4 separate regions of the Mus musculus genome follow, and regions 2, 3 and 4 are each linked to region 1. A link is a contact called in public Hi-C, HiCAR-type and promoter capture Hi-C data. All regions are on one chromosome and are shown on one strand. Each heading gives the region's core, a stretch centred on a gene start, on an enhancer-like site or on the middle of the called end of the contact. The rest is flanking DNA. Distances are from core to core; before and after follow the strand shown.

Region 1 (5,479 bases), core at 1,259-3,758:
TTTTAATCCTCTTGAAGTAACAGCAGAAATAATACCTGCATGTTGACAAAGATCTATCTTTGTCTTAGGGTTTTATTCCTGTGTAGCAAAACCACGACCTAGGCAACTCTTAACAGAAAAAAACATTTAATTGGGGCTGGCTTTCAGTTTCAGAGGTTTAGTGCTGACTGACAGCTTCAGAGGCATTATCATCATGGAGGTAAGTAAACACGGTGGGGTGTAGGCAGGCTTGATCTGAAGACAGCAGGAGACTGTGTGTTTAGCTTGAGCACAGGAAGCCTCAAAGCCCCCCCCCCCCCCCACAAGTGACAAACTTCCTCCAACAACACCACACCTTCTAATATTGCTACTCCCTATGAGCAAAGCATTCAAACATGCAAGTCTATGGGTTCCATTCCTATTCAAACCACCACACTTGTCTTCTCTCATGAAAGCCTAAGCCAGTTTGGGAGATTATTTTGGGGCTAAGGGAAGGTAGGAGAGAACAGAAAGTGCTTTAGAAAGTGGAGAAACAACAACAACAACAACAACAACAACAAGTCAGAGTTGGGTACTGTTCCAGCCTGGGAAGAGGGAGTGCACCATAGTTATCTTGGACTTTATGTTGCAATTCAGTTTTCTAGTAGGGCCTAGGGTAGAAAGCAGGCAGGGTCTTTGTCAGAAATAGCTATGGGTTATACTGTGAAGCCTGGACAAAGGGAATGAACTCAGGGTTTGTAAGGTCTCTGTGTCCCATGTGATAAGCCAATAGTTGCCCACATTAAGAACCATAAGAGTTTCACCAAGAGATTAGAAAATCCATTCCAGATTCCTTTTTGAGTTTCTGGCTATACATAAGACTTTTGGGTCTCTGGAAACACTTGTTAAATCCTTTGGTACTATGACATTTTATGTATCTTACGAGTATTCCATTTCATTCAAACAAAGATATATGGACACTTCCTACAAATCCAAAATTCTGGTTTTAAATATTTACTTATTTCATCAGTGAGATGTCTACTGATTCAAAGTTCAGTGCTTTTTATTTTTTGCTCTACATTTTCTAGATTAATCCATGAGAAGTTATAAAGTCAAAGGTTCATTACAGATGACATGCTAACATTTATAAGTGATGAGCATATAATAAGCCTAAAATTAATGAAAAAAAAAATGGAGCCTGACTCCAGGAAATCAACACACACAAAGAATGGGTTCCTTGATCTTCTTAAGGTGGTATACAATTGATCAAAAGACCAGTATTTCTGCCTTAATACAACACAGCATTTAAGTCAGTTCTTTAAGATAGCTGAGAAGGGGGGTGGGCAGAGCAGGCATAAAATACTTTACAAATTATATTTTTTTGGGGGGGACTAGACTTACATCTTTTGCTCCCCCCTCCTTCTGCTATCCAAATGGAAAAATGGAAGAAGAAATAGTATTTTCTAAGGAGGATTCTCTAACCAATCCATCTAGTGTACGATGAAGGCAGATATTAATAGCATCATGGCTAATCAAAAAAACGTAGAGAAATTTTTGTTCTGTTCTCATCCAATTCCCTGAACAGCCCTCTTCACCACCCACAGAAAATTTCCAGGCCTTTAAGACAGCTTTGGGGAAAAGGGTACCCACAATTATGGCTGCAGGACAGTCAATATTGAAATAATCAAAAGCAACAGCAAATATTTTTGGCATCTGGCATTTGCAAGGGTTTCACTACACTCTCCTTAATTAAGGAGATATAGATTATTAACTTGCCCAGAGTTTTTTGTTTTGTTTTGTTTTAACTTATTTTTGTGCTGTTGGTATAGACGCCTGGGCTTCAGGCCTGACAAGTGCTCCATCATCAGATTCCAAGGAAGTCTTTCAGCAAGAACTGAAAATGAAGATTTTTGCCACAACCAACGTTTAATCTGAGAGTTAAGGAAGTTCAAAGTCACTCAACTGATTAGATCACCATCCTTATACACGTTAAGTGCATTTGTGTGGGCGTATGGCCTGCAAAGTGTGTGTGTGTTGTATCTTTAAGTGTATTATTTGACCTTCAGAATTTTATTCAACATGATTTGTCCAGCCGTGGTGGATATTAGGTTCTCGGGTAATCAAAAAAGTGAATGCATTCAAGAAGCCATCATAACCTTGCGTTAAGTCAGAACACATCAAATCAATAAAATGCAGGAGACTTAAACAGAATGAGAGAACTGGAGGTCGGGCCGGGTGGGGTAAGGCGATAAAGTATTTGTAATTGAAGAAAGGTCCTCGAGAAAGAGAAACAAGCTGCATTTAATCGGCGTAGACTTCAGGTCTACGCTGTTCGGAACTAGAGATTTGATTACACTCTACATAAAGTCGGGTTCGGTTCTATTTGCTCAAATCCTTCACGTGCATCATCTCCGAGGAGGCGACCCACACCACCCTAGATTTCCGCCTACCTGGGGTGCTTCCCTATTTCCCTCCTGCACAACACCAGCAACCTTCGACTCGGACCAACTTGGTCGCTGGGACGCCGCCATCTTAGCGCCTCACGTGACTGACAGGAGGGCGTGGCCGGAGCGCCTGGGGCGGGACTTGCAGCTGTCTGACAGCTCGTACCTTTAGTCCGGTACTCCCCCACCCAGTCAAAAGCCGCGCCCTCCAGCCGGGCGGAGGTTGGGCGTGGCGTCGCAGAAGTGCGATCTCTCATTGGCTCCGAGGAAGGCTCAGGGTCAGGGGCCCGCCCCTAGCCAGCCTTGCCTTGTCCTCTGCCAAATTGTCAGCCTGGCCAACCTGAAGGGAACCAGGGGCGGTTCGGGCGCAGGCCTGTTGCTGCGCGCCTTCTTCTCAGGGCGGCTGGGGTAACCGAGCCCTGGTAGTTCCTTCGGCCCGGTCGGTGTGTTAAGGCTGTGGTTTCTAAGGTTCCTCCTCAGAGCCTCCAGCCCGTCTCCCCGGCGCGGCCACAGCAGCACGGGCTAGCCTGCTCTCTACAGTCTTCAGTCCCCATAGTCCACCCTCAAGCCCCGCTTGGAAAGGGTTCAGTTAGAAATATCCCTTTTCCCTGCTCCCCCGAAGAGCCCTGGTCGGCCAGTGTTTTAGGGGTGGATGGTGCTGCGAGGAGGCCAGGCGCGCTTCCGTGCACGTGAAATGCCCAGCAGCGTCTGCCAGACCCGCAACCCCCGACCCTCCAGTCTCCATGTCTTAGGCAAGCCAAATTCGAGAGTTATATAATTTCTAGTGCTGCTGTTTCTCTTGCCCGAGGAAACACTTCATCGCTTGGAGGGTGCAGGACATTTCGGTGCTCTTCTGTATAAGATCGGGGTGTGGGCAGGGGTGGCCAGCGGTGGCAGAGAAATGTCTTTTCTGCAAAAGGAAGGTGGGTAGATTGGAGAGAGACTGAGAAAGGGTGGATGTGGAAGCCAAACAGCTGCACTCTCATTTAGGAAATCGCGGACTATTTGCATAGTGTGTGATTGCATGCCTAATACTACTACAGCGTCTCTGAAAACACCTTTTGGGGAAGGTTTGGTTTCTCCTTTCCAGCAGCCTCAGTGTTTTTCTTCGCCGGATAGGAAGCTGCTTGTTTGCGAAGAGATGGCATGATGTGAATGACTCCAGTGTGAAGAAGTCTGCTTCGCCAAATCATCCTGCATCAAGTGCCCATTGAATAGCACTGTCACTTTAATGTCTCCATGCCAAGGGATTGCCTTCCTTCTTTTCAATCCTCTCAGTTAATACACAGGAGGATCAGGATCTGAGGGGCATTAAGGATCAAGCCTTGGGGGCTTGGAGACCACAGAAGAAAAATAGGAAAGTGACAAGCTGGATAGTGTTTTACTGAGGGGCGAGAAACAGAACCAGTAAATAGAAGGGGGCCTTTGAATCTCTCTTTTGCCCCCAGAAAACTGTCCAAACTCACACACCCCTGAAAAGACTAGAGTAAGACGTTTTTAAAAGTGTTTTTGAAGGGGAAGTTTAAACTTTTTCCTAAAAATTGATGCTCTTTATTACGAACCATGTCGAACATGTATAAATTAATAAGTCAACCGTCCTAAAATTGGTTTGTGCCTTAATTGAGTTAGTTATTGAACATCTAAAAGTGTTGCTGCCTGAAGAGGAGTTTTAGTAACATTTTCTATGCATAAGATAACTTTCTCAGCTTTTAAAACAAGAATATATATTTTACAAAAATTGAAAAACTTGCTATTTTTTTCTTTGAAGACCTTGGGCAGTGTAATGTTTGGTTGTGGAGAAAGGCATCATTTTTTTCTTTATTTGAAATAGAAGACTCAGCCTGGATATCAAGGCTGAACGGTGAAGAGATTTGCAACAGTTAACCTGGTTCCATCTCCATTCAGCTGGATCAAGCAGAGACTGAAACTCAGAGATCTTGAGTCCAGAGTCAGTGGAGAGACCCAAGAATGCCAGTCAAGAAGAAAGGTGGGCTATGAGGTTCATACATAACATATGATTTTCCTTTTTCTTGGCTGTGGTTTTTGTAATTTAAATTGTATTCTATTGCAGGGCAAAATTTTGCCTGGTTTTGAGTAAATATTTACTGCAATGAATATCTGCTCAGTAGTACCTTTTCAGTAATATTTTATTATAGTAAAGTTAAGGTAATACTATAGACATATGTAAATTAATGAACCAGGTAGTTAATGTCACCATTTGTAATCAGAATAGATTCGGTGCTATAGGTTTGGGGTTTAAAGCTCAGTTTAAATAATCTTTTAAAAAGAAACTTGTACAGTGGAGTTTTTCCCCATGAGCTTGATACTTATTGAATGATTATGTAGGTGTAACATAAGGCAACATTTGTAAAATCATAGCTTTATTTCTTATACTTAAAAATAGACTTCATATTTGAGTTTATTCCAGTGTATGTCTTCCCTTCCGTGGTAATTCACAACTTTGATAGTTTATTTTATTATTCAGTAACATGTTTTGGGAAATTCCCTCAAGTAAAGCATATACTTGCTCTTTTCTTCCTTTCAGTAACCCTTATCACTTTGATCAGAATCCCATGGGGTTCCTGGAGCATGGTCTATTATAGATCAGAGAGCTTAAGGGTTCACCTTAGCTGAGATGAACTTTGTTCCACAGAAGCTTAGTGAAATGAGACCTTTATGTTTTTACAGATGACATCAGTAATAAAGTTTATGGAGAATTTTGAATAAAAATTTAGACTACCTTTGAAGTTTATTGTTCTGGGCTAGTATAGATCCGAATGTTGTCCAGTTATGTTGATTGCTATGATATTGAATTAGAGACCTAAACTGTAGGTTACATCTAGAGAATTCATATGGTGTTTTATGTTATTTAATCCATTGGCTTCTGGGTTTGGAAGATGTATTAAAAACACAGTCAATGAGATGCTTTTTTGGGAAAATAGTCCATGTAAAGGGGGACAGAGCTATCAGAAACTGTTGAACCATCGAGAATTGTACTTTTGCACCCTGGGGTTGAAAAGTGGAATTGTTTCCTCCTTTATCATTCCCCGTGAGACTACTTACTGAAAGAGGTGAGC
Region 2 (5,479 bases), core at 1,836-4,335, 1.3 Mb before region 1:
TCATATGGCGTTCTAGGAAAAAGAAACCAAATCTCTAGTGACAGAAAATAGATCCACATTTTTCTAGTGTGAGGGAAGCAGAGGTGAAAAACGACAGCAAAAGAACAAGAAACCTTTCTGGGACGGTGGCAGACTCCAACCTCAAGTACAGGGCACTTACAACAAGAACAATGAAGTACAAGAGAAGTCAGTAAGTCAATAAAGGAAAGAGTTGTGAAAGTTTAGAGCATTCAGATTAATAACCCTTTTAGTAAGACACGATTGACAAATGAGCCCTAGGGAGAGGAAGAAGCCATGAAGATAGTCAGAAAACAACCCTGAAAGGAAGGAAAGAGTGGATCAGCTTCCTCTGTGAAGGTCTCCTGGGAGAGATGGAGTCTGAAGGCCAGACCTGCAGCATGGGACACTGCAGGAGAGATTTGGGGCTAGTAGTGATAGGGGACTGGAATCTGTTTGGAGGGCAGCAGGGGATGCTGGAGGACTGTTTCAGAGTATGTCTGGAGGAAGCTTCAGGGAGGCAGCTCCCTCCCCGCCCCACCTCAGATTGACACAAGGCTTTATTAAACCCAAGAAGGTAACGTGCCACACATTTAACCTGGTGCACGACCCTATAAAGTGGGAAAAGCTGTTGATTTTTACACAATGTCAACTCAGTACTGTAAATTGAGGCTTTTCCAAAGTTGACAGCACAGCAAGTTTTTCCAACTTCAAATTATATACATTCACATGTATATTACATTTTTATAAAATAGCCAATGATTATAGTCTGCTAAGGCTAGAGCTGTGTATCAGGCCAAAAACTAGATTAAAACAATTTTTACTTAGTTGGTTTTGTTTGTTTCCAGTACGGGGATCTGAACCTACGTTCTTACACTCCTCACACATGCCTAGAGGGTACTCACCACTGAGCTACATGACCAGGCTCCTTTTAAAATACTGTTTTAGTCACATTCGTTCCAAGTTAACCAGGCAGGACTTGTCCTTATGAGCTTACTACCTCCGTCCGCGAGGTTAAGTGAGGTCACAATGCCCATACCACCAAGACTGGATGAGCAAAGCCATTTGCATTCATAAAGCTATCCATAACAAAATAAAACTCATTCTCACTGCAAACAAAACAACCACTCTTCCTAACCTGCCTCAGTTAGAAGTGGAGACACGAGAGGCCAACTACATCTGAAGGGACCATGCATGTGTCACTCAACACAGCTAAGCTATCAGATGTTCCATAGGCGACAGGAGTTCATCACTTATAATTCCAATTGTAAGAAAGGAGAGCCAGCTGTTGCTACTTGGTTTTCCTCATTGGAGGCTTGGACTTCAACCCTCAGAATAGTGTTAGGGTTACCCCGACTTTCTGTAGAAAGGATGGAATTGCCTCTAGCTGTGTAGACTGACATGTGGCCTAGGGACAACGCCGAGAGGCTTACTTCACTGATCCTTCTGGTCAATATTCATCTACCATTTTAGACTTGTGGTTAGACCCCAAACAACTCATTTTTAATTCCCTTTCCCGACCTTACTACAGGAACTTAAAAGATAAATTTGTTTCTGAGCCTTGGATTTTCCAAGTGAAAATATATATACATATATATAAATAAAGAGTGTGGATTGAATGGTCTTTAAGATTCTTCATAACTTGGAGCTAGCGAGATGGCTCAGCAGGGGCATCTGATGCCAAGCATGATGCCCTGAGTTGAATCTCTAGTACCCATGATAGAAATACAATAGATATGCCCTCTACACATGGTAACACACACATGCACACATATACATAGTCTAAATACATAAATGGAAAATGAAAAGCTTCACAATTTAAAATTCCTGCAAAGTCATGCAAAATAGCTGCAAATTCATGATTCACTCAAACTTGATATGGTCCCAATTTTATTTTAAGCCTTACATTAAGTCACTATTATTGAATATATACTATATTTGTATATGAAAGGTTGAAATATTTAATTTAAAAGAGCACTGAAGATATCTCCTTATATATTCTATGTAGGATGCTGCACTCTGCCAGTCTCTCCAACATAAAGGCACTAAATACTAGTGAGGGAACTAAATACTCAAATATTTAAATTCAAGGAGCTTACCTAGCTCCAGAGTCATTGATATCATTTCCGTGTGTGGATTATCATTTCTGAGTTAAGTATAGTGACTATGAAGGGGGAACTGCACTCAGCATTTGCTAAAAAGGCGAGTTTTAGAAAAATGCTCTCACTTTCCTAGCTTCAAAAGAGAAAGATATACATACAATGTCATTTTAAGAAAATCATACTATCCAACAATTAACAAGTAAATAGAATAGAACATTAAGAAGCCTACTCCCCCCAAAAATGATTTAAAACATTTTTAGGTGCTAATAAAACTTAGGGTGTAGTTATGCTTGGCATAGGACACATGCTGGATTCCATCCCCACCCTCGCAGCAGCAGCAGCAGCTACCTGGATTGTGTTTGTGTCTCCACACTTGCTTCCATGTGCATGTATACATGTACACCATTCGGGTTCATCTATTTTCCTCCTTTAAGATGGATAAAGCTGAGCTATGAGGACTTTGTAAGAGTTCCAAGTATATCTATTTCCTTCTTCTAAAACCATCTCAACACAATTTCACCATTTTCTACTACATATATACTTCAAAATAGAGTAAAGAAAAAAGCAACTACTTTATTTCAAACTGCCCTTGTTGCATGACGAGGGACCTCTGTGGGGCACAGGGAAAGTGAAGTGAGGTGAAAACTTTAAGACCCAGAGGAGCTTAGGTTCTTCTACTCTGAGACTCTACCATGGTGAAAACTCCATTGCTTTCCAATACATCTGCATGGGGACTGTTTCTGAGCTTTTAGTATCCTGTCAGACACAAATCCAATCTTATGAGTGATGTGTTCTCACAGTCTGGGCAACAGTGCCTCAGAGCTCCACATTCTTACAGTCAAAGGCCTGGGTTCACCCACCAGCCAAGTGTCTGATAGACAGGCTCTGGACTCAAGCCTGTACTGGTTGCTAGTCTTAAGTGCAGGAACTTACTTTTGACTGTGAGCCACACCTTATTCTACTTGTACATTTGTAGAAATGGGGAAGTCATGCTTCAGAGGCCAGAGCCCAGGAGGCAGAAAGGAGAATCAAGTGAAGCCAGAAAGGGCCCCACTGAGCTCACCAGACAATGATGATTCCAGTCTTTGAAATACAAATGTTCAATGTAATAATATTCATGTACCTGTTTCCAAGGAGATAAATGGTAGGGTCCTGAACACAGATACTAAGATTTCTTAAATAGTATTTCACTACAAACAAGGAATCATTTTATTTAGCCTAGAAACACAACAGATACCTCTTAGAATTCTCTAAATGGAGGAGGCTTCATCAGAATCTAACATAAACATCTCCAGCCTTCTGTAATGAAGGGACATGGAACTGAAAATACAGCATGCGAGTTCAAGATTCTACACTTGGGTTCATACGGAATTCCGCCACAGAGCCTTTGTGCTTTAGAGCACAAGGCTATTATACTCAGTATATTTTGGTTCTTGTTACAAAACAAAAAGTATGAAGGTGGGAACAGCTTGGCACAGTGTGAGAAGGGAGAACGTCACAGCAGCCCACTGTGAAGAAATATGCTGAGCCATGTCACCAGGGAAGACAGCCTTGAGGGAGAAGCAGGCCAAAACTGCTCTACACCACATTTGGGAGGATATGACAAATAGGGTTGGATTTATTCCTGAAAGTTGTGGCATAACTCACAGATTTATAATGAAGCAGCTGGCAGAGTAGCCTGTGTTGGCCCTAAGGGGATGTGGGAAGCAAACCAGGAGTTGGGAAGGGTTTCATTTCAGAGTTGCGAAGCTTTCAGAGTTGCAAGTCCTGCTGGCATTTCTACCTCAGGAAGTAAAACTCAGCCACCTTCTCAACTAAGACTGGTCTGAAAGCCTTGCTTTCAACAGCCAAAAGATCCAAAGCAGATACTTCATGTCTGATATCCATATTTAAAGCTCTGATTTCATTTATTTTATTCAAACCATCTCTCTCTACATAATTAGTGCAAAACTCAAATGTCCAATGTACAGAGTTTATCAAACAATGCCAGAGAAGGTAAAACAGTAAGAAGAAACCAAACAAAACAAAAGAAAATTATTGATAATGCCTATTACCTTTGAGGCCTTTAACTTTATTTATTTTGTGCAAATATATGTGTGTCTGCACATATGTGCATGAATTCTCGGGTGCCCGATGCAGGGATAGAGCTACTCCTCTGCAAGGGCAGCCAGTCCTCTGCACCACTGAGCCATCTCTCCAGCCCCATAGCTCAGAGCTCATAACTGCTAGCCCATCCTTCTAGCCACCTAGGTTTAGTTTAGGTTTGTTGTTGTTTTTAAGATTGATTGATTGATTGATTTAATGCATTTTTAATGGATTTTTATCTGCATGTACATTTGCACACCAGAAGAGGGAGCTGGATGCTATAAGACTACAGTTATAGACAGTTGTGAGCCTCCCTGTGGGGGCTGGGAATTGAACTCAGGCCTTCTGGAAGAGCAGCCAATCCTCTTTACTGCTGAGACATCTCTCCAGCCCCGCTAGTTTTCGTTTTACAGTAGCTGGAGGAGGAGTCTTGCTGCACTGTAGAGCCTGGTCTCTGATGCACGAGTTGAAGCCAGTTACTCAGCTTCCATAGAGTGCAGTGAGCAGTGGCTCTCAAGCTTTTCAGTGCCGTGAACCTTTAATACAGGTCCTCCTGTTGTGCTGACCCCCAGCCATAGAAGTATTTCTGCTGCTACTTCATAACTGTAATTTTGCTATTGCTGTGCGTCACAATGAAAATATTGTTGGAGATACAAGTTTGCTGAAGAGGGCTCAACCCACAGGTTGAAAACCACTACTCTAGAGGATGGTTTCAAGAAGGAAATACAGTGAGGTTGTCTGTAAATCATTGGTCAAGATCATAGCCTAGAATATGGTAGATATTCATTTAGTACATTTTAAGGTACTTTTTTCTTTTTCCTTAGAACGTCTTTCCTGACATTTGTAGCATTTTCTTCTCTTGGTATTCAAGTGTTTTATTATTTTCTTAGTCAATAATTACAGTTTAAAAAAATTAGTTGCAGGTCCAAGCAATGACTTATGCTCAGTGAAACAGCCCTTAACAATGCTAGATAGTTACAGCATTTAAAATGAACCACAACTCAAATTCTGGCTTTTCATCTTTCCCTTGACTACTGATAAGACAGTACATGAGGCTCCTTTGATGCTGAGTAAGGCCAGTGAGCCCTATTTCCCAGTGAGCTTTGGAGTCGCAATGGGAACCATGATGAGTGTGTACTATGCTACAACATGGCAGAGGTTGGATGGACTGCCTTTTTTACTTACATATTTTCACAGTGGGCTTATCAAAGCACAATTCCATCATAAGTCAGAGCATCTGAATAAGAGGTTTGTTCTATTATTTTATAACCACATCATTAAAGGGGGTAATCAGT
Region 3 (5,479 bases), core at 1,759-4,258, 1.2 Mb before region 1:
ATAGGGGAATGCCAGGGCCAGTGGGTGGGTTGTTTGGGGGGGGGGAATTCGGAGGGGAAACTGGAAAAGGAGATAACATTTGAAATGTAAATAAAGAAAATATCTAATTATAAAAAAAGAGAGAAGAGAGAAAGAGAGAGAGAAGAAAAAGAAATGTCAGAATAACAACCCAGTCATTGATGTCTACAAATCAGCAAAAATCATAAAAGAACATTAAGGAAACAATTTCATTTACAAAGGCATTAAAAAGTAAAAATCTTAACAAAAGAATTTAATCATGGAGGTTTAAAAGAAGTGTGCACTTTAAACAACAAAATCCAAACTTTAAGACACAAATAAATGCAAATACATCTTCTGTTCTTGTGTTTGGAAGACTTAGTATGAAGGTGTTAAAACTATCCAAAACAATTTAGATATTCAATTCCTGTAAAATTCCAATAACATTATTTTATAAAAATGCTTAAAACTCACTGAAAACTTCCTAACTAGAAGTAAGGTGAGAAAAGGTATAGATTTGCTTGGTTTTAAATAATAGCTACAAGGTAAATTTGAGTAGAATCCAGTGATCATTAAATTCTATTTTAAGCACATTTTCTGTTTTTCCATGATGCAAGCATCTTAACCAAGCTCCCATCATCTACAGCACAAAGCCGACAGCAGCCACAACGGAATCAAGAGCAAATGTGGGAATGATGGTGAGCATAGGAAATCCCAGCACTCTCTCAGAAACCCAAACCAAAACACCTAAGGACCACAATGTATTCAGTTCATGAAAAGCTGCCTGCAAGGGCATGGGCAAGAAATGAGCAGCCTGCTACTCATTTAAACCCCGTGCATAGGATTCACAGTCATGCAACTTTAAGGTTTTTAAACTTTCAAAGAAGTCATCTGCTCATCAGCGAACAGTTTTCCAGGCAAGGCCAACTGAGCCACAGATGCAGCTTCTTCCTCCGTGAGGACGGGAACGAGGCTGCGGAAGGCCATCCATCCTTTAAGATGACCAAAAAGGTGAGGAAAGACTGAGTCACAGCTAGAAAGTCAGAGATAAGAGAGAGGACAGACACCGGCACAGTATCTTTTTTATTATTTAATTTTTGATTCCTTGTAAATTTCACATCAATGGACTAATCTCACTCATTTGCCTGACCCTTTATACCTGTCCTCTGCCCTTGCAACCAAACTACCAAAAGAAAAAAGAAAAGAAAAACCTCTTGTCATGGATGCTGAAGTGTGTCTCCGTGTGCCCCACAGTAAATGCTCTTTTGTCCACACTTCTTTCCTTGTAAATGTTCGCTGCAATGAGTTATTGGTCTACTTTGAGGTCTCTGGCTTCTACTACACTAGCAATACTGGATTCTCACTGTGGGGAGCGGGTGTGGCGGTAGTCCCAAGATGGCGCCCGGGACTGCAGCCAAGTCTTATGACTTGCACCTGACTTCCTCATACACCCGAAAATAAGCCACGTCCATCATGAGAGCTGCGCAGGTGCACCATGACACAAGATCAGGCCATTTGACGAAGGCCAATGAAGTGAGATTATGCGGACTGAGCTAATGGGGCGTGGTTAAGGGGTTATATAAGGGATTGCGATTGGGGGCTAGAGGAGAGTCCTGCTTGCATGTTGAAAGGTTCCTGAATAAACTGCTTTGAGAAGAACGCTGTGTCGTCTGCTGGTCGGAGACAGAAGCAACACCTCACTAGGACTCCTCTCCAGAGATTACCCAGGTTTTGCCCTATGTCATGGAGACTACTTGACCGTTAAAAACTCAGATATGTATCTTCACAAGCTCGAGCAGTCAGGAGAGCAAGAGCAAGCCAGCCCTTGCATGGGCAGCACACTAGAGCTAGCCCTGCTGGCATGAGCAGGTAAGCCAGCCCTGAGGGCATGAGAGCAAGATGGGCTCTACCCATCTGTTGCTGGCTGCAACACTGAGCAAGCAGCCAGGGCAGTGCTGAGAGCTCATCCTTATGGTGCAGGTAGGTGCAAGAGAGTGGTAGACTGACCAGCTCAACTATTACCCAGGCCAGACCTAAGGCTTTGAGTTGGTCACAGTATTTTTTTAAATCTACATGTTGAGTTTTTAATGGTCATATAGAAAGTGGGTGGCCAGAAAGGAAGGAGGAACAGAGGGAGTCCAGAGACTGAGCAAGAATGAGCCTGCAGAGGCTGGAGTTACAAGTATGCACAGCACTCTATAAATGGTGCCACAAGGAAAACATAAATAAACCTGAGCTCTCCCTCCTACTCCCTGCTTTACCTCTGCTTTACCCAATCCCTTTTGCTCCTCTTTTCTCTCTGAATAAAGAAAGAATAATCTTGGGAGAATGACAAAAATGACTTTAAGGCAGAATGACAGTACATAACATATGCAAAAAGAAAACAAGGAGATGGAAGAGAGGAGGTGGCCTAGGAATGAAGTCAAGCAGAGGCTGGAAAACATTCATTGCTGTTGGACTAAATCTAGAGCTACAACAAAGGAAGGAGGCAACTTACAAGTTGTCGAGGCAAAGCAAGTCTACGCATAGGGCATATGGGGCCTGGGTCGGACTGTCAATTGGACTTAACTGCTAAAGCAAAATTTGTAAATAAGAACAACCTTTTGTGCATTTGTTTAGATGGGAGGTTACAATCCCTAGAGTTCCTATGCACAAGCCAACACACATAGATCTGGGACGTGGAGGAGCTGACATCAAAATGTGAACATAAAAAAATTTAAAAACTAAAATCTTTTAGGACAGTCTGCTAAGTTGCAAAAATACAGTACAATTTCAATATAATTTGATAAGAGATTCAAAGTAGACCATTGTTGAGAAAGGAGTTGTTCACATACTCCCAACATAAATTATACATCAATGAGTTCACCGATAGATTTTACTGAAGCACATAAAACTAGCTGAAAGATCTACTTGTAAAACTGTCACCAATGACGCATTTGCTTTTACTCTACTCTCGGTGACAGGCATGCCGCAGTGTGCCATACATCTTCCGGTTTCTGTTAAAACCAGACAACTCAGGAAGGTGATTTCATAGAGGAAGCCTGGAAGGCGGATGTAGCAAGCAATCACTTGAGATAAAGTAAACAATGGTTTCTCAAAACCGGATCAAATTACTCTTATGTCTCAAATCACAGATAAAAGGGAAAGCTATCTAGGGAGACATGATTTGAAGACAAAATTCTTTTTCTTTAATATCCAAATGAACTTGATCCAAATCTCATCTTTAGTACTCAAATCAACTGACTTGCCACCTCTTTCCACTAGTAGTTTAAGTATGTCTCAATCTAAAAGCATCCTGCCAGTAAAGCTAAGCTGCCCTGGGTTCTATTGGAAAGCACTGGAGTGTGTAATTTTCCTCTGACCTCTACCTGAAGGGTTTTAATTTACTTGTACCTAAGCCAGTGCTAACAAGTGTGGGAGGGAAGTGGATGGGGTAGAAGACTGTCAGTACTTGTAACTATCTCACAGAAAATTGTTTTTAAAAATGTTCCACTCCTAGAGTTTTCATTCCACTTAAGATGTTTAATACTAACCATTCATTTGACATTTCCTATGTGACTATGGGTGGGTAGATATCTACAAATCCTTGTTATAAAACACTATCAAGAAAGACTACTTTTTAATAATAATACCAGATAAGAAATTCAATCTCATAGATCCTAGATGCAATACTAAGTTTAAGACTGTGAATGTATGTGCCTGTGTGTGCATGTGGGCGTGTCAAAAAATCTATAGAAATGTATGGAGAAGAAACAGCAGTAGTAATCTCAAGGGATTTTCTTTATCCTTGATTTTCTAATATTTCTCTCTGTCCATTTGTTACTCTCTACCCAGGGGGTAGGATATGTCCTACAACTCCAGAGGACAGATGAAACTACAGAGAATATCATGCTATATATGCATATATGGATATGTGCATGTACACATCAAATGCTTTCATATATTTTATGGAAATTTATAACTTCTAAATTAGACATAATATAAGATGAAAAAAATTATTGAAAAAATTAACAATACCAGTCACGTATTAATTAAATCCTGAATTATATATTTTCAGAATTTTATACTTAATGTTTGGTACCTTTAATAGTTAAATTTAAGCATTGTCTTCATGTGTAAATTATTATAAATACTTTCATTCAGTAATTTTGGATGAGAAACTGGCCAGGAGCTATTTTAGAAGGGGCAAATTCCCATGTGCCTTTGACTGTTTTTCCTAATACTCGAGCTTTTATCCTATTTTCTGTAAGAGAAACCACTTGAAGAACTCTCTAACTCACTATTATTAGACGAGGTCTGCCTGTCCCTGTGCTAGGGCACTGGGCAGATAGTAAACCGTGTTAAAGCACTGAGAAATCAACAGAAGTGGTAAAAAGTTCTTTAGATTCTTAGTGTAATGATTGTTTTTGATATACATTTTCTTGCAAATATACAAAAATGTTGTGAGATGGGACAATCCAATTCCTGAACTGGCAATGTTGGACTCTCCATTGCTACATAGCAGTCCCCAACCAAAAAACCTGTAGTCAAACAGATAGCTGGACTTTCAAGTACCAGAACCACCCAGAGAGTGTTAGCATTCAATTCATGGCTCCAGAAAACTATGCAATGAGAGCAGATGATTGCTGAAGATCCTTAGAGTGAAAACGTGGGCTATATACAAGAATTTTTACTAGCTTTTTGTTTTCCCAACCTTTGGTGAATTCTAATAATGTTGAAGACAGCTGAAGGAGCAAAAGGAGCAAGAAACCAAGAAAGAAAACTGGGGTAAGAACAAGGGAAATGGTAAAAATAGAACAGAAAGCTTAGCTCTTGGTTAAATATCTACATAAAGCCAGAAAAGAAAAATGGAAAGACTTAGTCACTGGAAGAATTCCAGAGAAATATCGGGCCTGTAGGCAAGCGTCACAGAGGGTTCACCTCCAGGACCTTTAACACTGGCCCCTATCTAGGACTAATCGCAGGCCTGCTAGAAGATGCCACGGCAACTTTTAACAAAAGTTCCTACACAAGAGATGCAAAATCAGAGGACAGACAGCAGTGGCTGCTGCTCATGCCTGAGAACATAGTATGTACAAAGGGCAATGATGATAATGGTGAGGAGGAGGGTGGTAGTGGTGGTGATGGTGATGACAGAGGAGAAGTTGAGCATGAAGTATGTGAATTTCCAATTTAGAGCCAGATGACATGCCCAATACAACTCTATTTATGTGTCTAAAGATAATCTAAAACTCAAGTCAACAACTCAGTGCTGTTGAAAATTACACACTCTACCACACTACGATGCAAAGACCCACTAATTTGATGTTTACATTCTGAGCAATGATGACAGGCAAATACGATAAGTCTTTTGTAGTCTCCCCTCCCCTAGCCTGAAACCTGCTTGCTCGGGGTGGAGCTTCCTGCTCATTCGTTCTGCCACGCCCACTGATGGAACCTGCGGAGCCACACACGTGCACCTTTCTACTGGACCAGAGATTAT
Region 4 (5,479 bases), core at 1,298-3,797, 1.1 Mb before region 1:
GTGGCACTGGAGGAGAAAGGAAAGACAAAAAAAAAAAAAAAAATACATATTGTAGACACATTCTGACCTAGGGCTATAGTTCAGTTGGTAGACTGCCTACCTAGCATGCATAAGCCTCTGCATTTGATAGGAGAGCTGTATAAACCATGCATGATGGTGCATATCTGCAACCCAGGACTGGGAGGTCACCAGTGAATTAATTATCTTACCACATTTACACATACATACACACACACACACACACACACACACACACACACACACCAGGGCCAAAGTCAAATTCTACTGCTTAGCCTTGGTACCTGAAATAAGCTAAAATTTTCTAATCTCTACTTTACTTAAAATAAAATACAAGTCAGTTCTCACTAACCGCTTCACAGCCACTGATAAGCAGCAACATAAGATAGGAAATTTGTTCTCAAGTAGTATTTAATCTAGTTGAAAATGTAATAGTGACACAAGTCCTTTCTTGATCCCCACCAACCCTATCTTGTTAGAGTAGGAGAATCTCTGCTCCAGTTGCTTCCCTGAATTCCCCTAACACTGAATAGAATCAGTATATTGTTTATGCTGTAGATATAATACCAGGCATTCCACAAATATGTGTCGAATGAATGAACGAATGATGCTATAGATTTCAGGAGAAATTAAATTATAAACACTTCAACTAGTTCCTAATCCTTGAGGTTAAGAGTAATTTTTGAACAAATTACCTGGAATAGTTCTGCTTGCCTTTGTTTTGTGAGGGGTAGGAGATGGAGGAACAAGACAAGGATTCAGAACACAGGACCTTGAACATGCCACTAAGTTAAGTCCCCAGACTAGAAGAGTCTTCTTGTACGGCTGTTTAAGAGTCCAATGTATTTATAAGTGTTTACAGAAATCTGGGGCAGAGTTCAACAGCAGGACTCTTATCTTGAAAGTACAAGACAACAGGTTAGAATCCCAGCAACACCAAAATAATAATAACATAGTAACAAATATAAAACAATGGCTGGCCAGCATTCATATAGAAAAGCCAGTAACAACAGTCTTTAGGGAATGTATGTATATAGATACAGATAAACGTCTATATTGGTCAATGCTCTAGATCTTCACTTAACAAGGCTGGTATTCCCCAGTGTCTACACTACGTTAGATTTTATCAGAAATGTACTCTCTAGCCCCCACCAAGACCTACTGAATCAGAAATCCCATTCTAACATGATCCCTGGGGTTTCCTTAAAATACATTAAAGTGGGGAAGCACCAGTTTACATCATGAAAAGGGAACTTGGCTTCTGCAACCTCTCAGGGAGTCACTGTCTTTTCCTGTGTTCTGTCTATAATTACAAATTAGACTTCTCCATTAAGTTACAAACATAATCATACTGTCAAAGATGTCATCAGCCCAAATTACTACCTCAATGAGAAATAAGAATGGATCACTCATTGAGTATTGAACGAACTTTTAGGAAACATACAAAACATACAAAAATGATGTCTACCTTCTCAGCATACAGACAAATGGGAAAATGACAATGAACTTCAGTAGCCAAATAGCACATCTTCAGTGCCAGGATGTGGGAATTTTCTCCCACACAGTGGCACTCACTAGGAGAAGATATCTTTATCAGTTCTCGATGTTACTGGTAGGTTTCCAGATACTCTCTCTAAGCTTCCCTACTTGTAAATCTGTATAAGAAAATGACCTCAGCAACACGCCACTAAAACACCTTCAACGAAATCACCGCACAAAATCTCAAACCAGGAATCTACTCTGGGAACTTACGAAAGAACAAACCGTCAAGTGGCATCTCTGTCATCTCAAACAAGGACAAAATCTGTGACTAAGCAGGCTTGGGGTGGGGGTGGGGGGGTGTACAGAACACCCTTTTTCATATGAAAATGGGGCCGGAGAGTGGTAAAGTGGGCTGAGGGGACACTGTGTGCATGCATTGACTAAATATATACACAGCTCCAACATCTCTCCATCACAGAGTCTCTGAATCCAGGTTCTCAGAGCGATCAAGTGTAAGGCACTTGACCCTACCTGTCCAGAGCACATCCCCATCCTAGCAACAGGTGTCCAGTGACAGTTCACCATCGGGGTCCCCTCCCCCTCCTTCCGCCTAGGACTCCCCCCAGGCCTCTCACCACCCCTAAAGCTGACCTAGAAGCAACGAGCCCCGGGAGGCCCTGCACCTGCACCAGCGCCAGCCCTGCTCACCAGGTACAGGGGTGCGTAGATCCTGAGGGACTCCTCCAGGGCGCCCCAAGTGATCTGCAGGAAGGAGACCCTGCAGGAGGGGTGCCAAGTGTGGCCGATCTCGTAGCAGTTATGAGGGATGGACTTGCTGAGGGCCGCCATGACGAGTGGCGGTGGCAGCTGCGCGTGGTCAGGGGAACGCAGGGTTCGGCAGGGGCGGCAGACACGCAAGGGCGAGGCGGGCGCCGCGCGGGCCTCGGCGTGCGGGGTGCGAAAAGGTCACGGGAGCAGGTTACTCAAGGCCGGAGTCCTCGGATGTTGGCCGTCCGCGTATGGCAGCGCGAGGGGGCGGGGCGCGCACGACGGAGGCGGGGAGGGGAGGCGCATGCGCGCTCCCGCGGATGGGCGGGCTCCGGACGGGCAAAGGAAGCGAGCACCTTCACCCTCCGAATAGGAGCACGACTCAGAGAAGCACAACCGGGAGCGTGATGGTGGATCCCGCCTGGGTCGGGCTATATAGCTCAGCCCTTGTCCTGTCAAAGCCTGGCCAAAAAGAGCAGAGGGTAGTGGAACAAAAGGATTCTGTGTCTTTGCTGGGAGATGGAGGCACTTGCACCACTGTTGTCCCTCGTCCCATTGGTTCACCTAAGACTATCTGCGGTTGCAACACAACCTTCAACATTCTTGCTACTTGCTCAACCTCCTAAGCTCTATTGTGCCTGTGAAGTCTTGAAAATACTAATTTAGATGTGTTTAAATGCATGCTATATGGAAAGAGACAGTAGAGAGACCTGCCAGCCCCTAATGGAGTCCTAGCAACAGAATCCTTCACAAGTGCTTATCACCCAAGCAACATACAGAGCAGAGGCAGCTGCAGTGCAATAGAACTCCTGCCTGGCTAGAGAGCTTAATCTAAAACTGATTGCCATGACAATCCACCTGCCATATAGCCCTTGTGTATAATAACCTGCTTTCTTTGGACTTGTAAATTCTGTACTTTTTAAAGCAGAAAGGCTTTACCTTTAGATCATTCTCTCATATTTATTCAGTTCCTTCTACAATATTTACTAAACTAATATGATTTTCCAGCCCCTGTTTGAAACCCTGGACAGACAGATGTGGAAAAGCTGTGTTTCTGCTGCCAAGAAACTAATGTTCTAGAAGTGAGAAAAGTAACAGATAAGACAGGTGTAAACTATCTGCAAGATGCCTAGCTGTATACATTTTATGTATGTTAAATACCCTGCTAGCTATCACCTGTTTGCTGTGCTGCTTATAAAATGACCACTTCACTAACATGACATCCACACACTAGCCAAAAGGGCCAGAGAAAGGAGAGGGAAGAAAAACTTCTCAGGCTGTGCCTGGCAGCACACATCTGTAATCCTAGCACTTGGAAGGCTAAACAGACAGGTCTGGAGTTCAAGGCCAGGCTGAGCTATGCATTGAATTTGAGACCAGCCTAGGACTCTATCAAAAGACCTTAGCTTTTTCAAAAAGTAAAAAAAAAAAAAAAAAAAAAAAAAAAAAAAAAAAAAAAAAAAAGATAGAAACTTTTAGGTAAGCCTATGCAAATCTGTCAGCTAACATTTCAGCTTGGGCAAATGGCAGCTAAAGGCTGATAGTTATATCACTGCACAAAATGGCAAAACAGATACTAGAGACACTAATAGCATCAGCCATAGTCGCCTCTGGCTACTCAAACATCTGGACACATCATTCTTCCCCACAGATGAATGTACTTCCCATGAGAGACAACTGAAAGTGCCCAATGGTATGACATCCCTTTTGAAGTTCAAGATCTCCCTGAAGATCTGCTGTCCATTTTGTCACCCCACTCAACATGCCCAATATAGAATCAAAAATGGGAACAAAATAATCACTGTGTTTAAAAAGCTCTCCAGCTCAGAAAGGACATGGATCAGAAACACACAGTGTAAGCTTGTGCCAGCAATCACACGAATTACAACTCAAGCTTACCTTACTAACATCAAGAATCTATTCCTGAAAGCCTGAGGGTCTACAAGAAACAATGTTAAAAACGTTTTAGGTGAAAGACAAAGTGCATTATACACAAGCCTCCCTTCTTTGATTATTTGAAGTAAAATATTAAATATAAATAAGAGACCATCATATGGTGATCCTCAGCACTTTATTTTCTTTTTATTGAAAATGGTTTTTCATACAGCATATTCTGAACGTGGTTTTCCCTCCTTCGTGTCCTCTAAGATCTTCCCCACTACCCCATCCATCCAACTCCATGCTTTCTTCCCCCCCACCCAACCCCCCACCCCATCTCTTTGGAAACAAAAAAGGTAAATTTTAAAAATAAACAGTCAGACAATGTAAACAAGCAAAGAAAAAGCACAAACACACACACACACACACCATTACACATAAAATGGGTAGAGAAATAAATAAGGAAAAGACAAGTGAGGTTTTAAAAAAATGCACAAAGTTTTGTGAGGCACTACATCTCCAAAAAGACCATTAAGTGTGCTTCATGGTGACTATCTACTGCCGCACATGGGACCTCCCTTAAGGGTGATTTGTATACCCAGTAAGAATCCATGGAGAAAACTATTTATTTCTTCTTAATGAGCGGTTGTCAATTGGAGATAGCTTTTGGATTAAGGATGAGGGCTTTCGTGTCCAGTTCCCCTCTCACCACCAGGACCCCATCTGGCTTAAACTTGTGCAGGCAGGTCCTGTGCATAACGACTGCAGTCTCTGTGGGTTCACACAGACATCAGTCCTGCTGTGTCTGGAAGGCATTGATTTCTTGGTGTGCTCTATCTCTTCTGGCTTTTACAATCTTTCTGCCTCCTCTTCTGCATAACTCCCTGAGCCCTCAGCGGAAGAGTTTGATAACAGCATCCCAATTGTGACTGTTTCAAGGTCTCTCACTCTCTACATATCATTCAGTTGTGGGTCTCTGTATTCATTCTCATCTGCTGCAGGAGGAAGCTTCTCTGATGGTGACTGCATGGTACTTTTTAAAACACCAAGTTAGAGTTGGGATATGGCTCAGTAGTTTAACACTTGCCTAACAGGCTGGATGACCTAGATTTAATTCCCAGCAACACAAACACACACACACACACACACATCACCCCATAGTATGAGTGGTAACAATTAGTTACTTCTGAATATAATAGATCATAGAGTTTGCACAGCTTATACAAAAACAGTGTTTGCCAAGTGGTATAGAAATTGTATACCAAGAGATAAAAATATTTTAAAATTACAATTAAAATGAGCAATTTCTTTTTATTAACTAACCATCAAATGG

Evidence for each region. Promoter capture Hi-C pulls out the DNA fragments that hold promoters and counts their contacts. Hi-C and Micro-C count contacts between places; a contact is called where the count stands out from the background. HiCAR-type assays count read pairs that join an accessible place to other places.
Region 2: a HiCAR-type map of astrocytes shows a contact between it and region 1, with 2.9 times the contacts expected there. The contact joins the enhancer-like site here to the promoter of Tmem126b in region 1. A contact is called at or near these places in 6 of 39 promoter capture datasets (the 3T3-L1 cell line, 3T3-L1-derived adipocytes, hippocampal neurons and 3 more), 2 of 115 datasets of contacts at active chromatin or transcription factors (astrocytes and large pre-B cells) and 1 of 9 other capture datasets (adipose tissue).
Region 3: a Hi-C map of B cells shows a contact between it and region 1, with 5 read pairs. The contact joins the enhancer-like site here to the promoter of Tmem126b in region 1. A contact is called at or near these places in 2 of 39 promoter capture datasets (the C10 cell line and liver), 1 of 484 Hi-C or Micro-C datasets (B cells) and 1 of 9 other capture datasets (liver).
Region 4: a contact with region 1 is called in a promoter capture Hi-C map of pre-B cells, with 3 times the contacts expected there. The contact joins the promoter of Tmem135 here to the promoter of Tmem126b in region 1. A contact is called at or near these places in 4 of 39 promoter capture datasets (embryonic stem cells, hematopoietic stem and progenitor cells, liver and 1 more), 2 of 484 Hi-C or Micro-C datasets (regulatory T cells and uterus) and 1 of 115 datasets of contacts at active chromatin or transcription factors (large pre-B cells).

Annotation. Positions count from the first base shown.
Region 1 is chr7:90,473,487-90,478,965 of GRCm38.p6, forward strand. It overlaps Tmem126b (transmembrane protein 126B), which reads right to left and starts at 2,509. Exons shown (of 5, transcript NM_026734.2): 1 at 2,409-2,509. The coding sequence starts at 2,489. It also overlaps a transcript of Dlg2 not described here.
Region 2 is chr7:89,175,111-89,180,589 of GRCm38.p6, forward strand. The region is part of intron 6 of Tmem135 (transmembrane protein 135); the gene reads right to left. Among named protein-coding and RNA genes, the nearest start is that of Tmem135, 160 kb to the right of the region's middle. Within about 2 kb of position 3,086, at least 80 of the 459 cell types and tissues checked have an H3K27ac peak or open chromatin away from gene starts, as enhancers often do. A contact at or near this core is called in adipose tissue and astrocytes, where this site is marked.
Region 3 is chr7:89,245,308-89,250,786 of GRCm38.p6, forward strand. All of the region lies in intron 4 of Tmem135 (transmembrane protein 135), which reads right to left. Among named protein-coding and RNA genes, the nearest start is that of Tmem135, 91 kb to the right of the region's middle. Within about 2 kb of position 3,009, at least 139 of the 459 cell types and tissues checked have an H3K27ac peak or open chromatin away from gene starts, as enhancers often do. A contact at or near this core is called in B cells, where this site is marked.
Region 4 is chr7:89,336,240-89,341,718 of GRCm38.p6, forward strand. It overlaps Tmem135 (transmembrane protein 135), which reads right to left and starts at 2,548. Exons shown (of 15, transcript NM_028343.5): 1 at 2,209-2,548. The coding sequence starts at 2,349.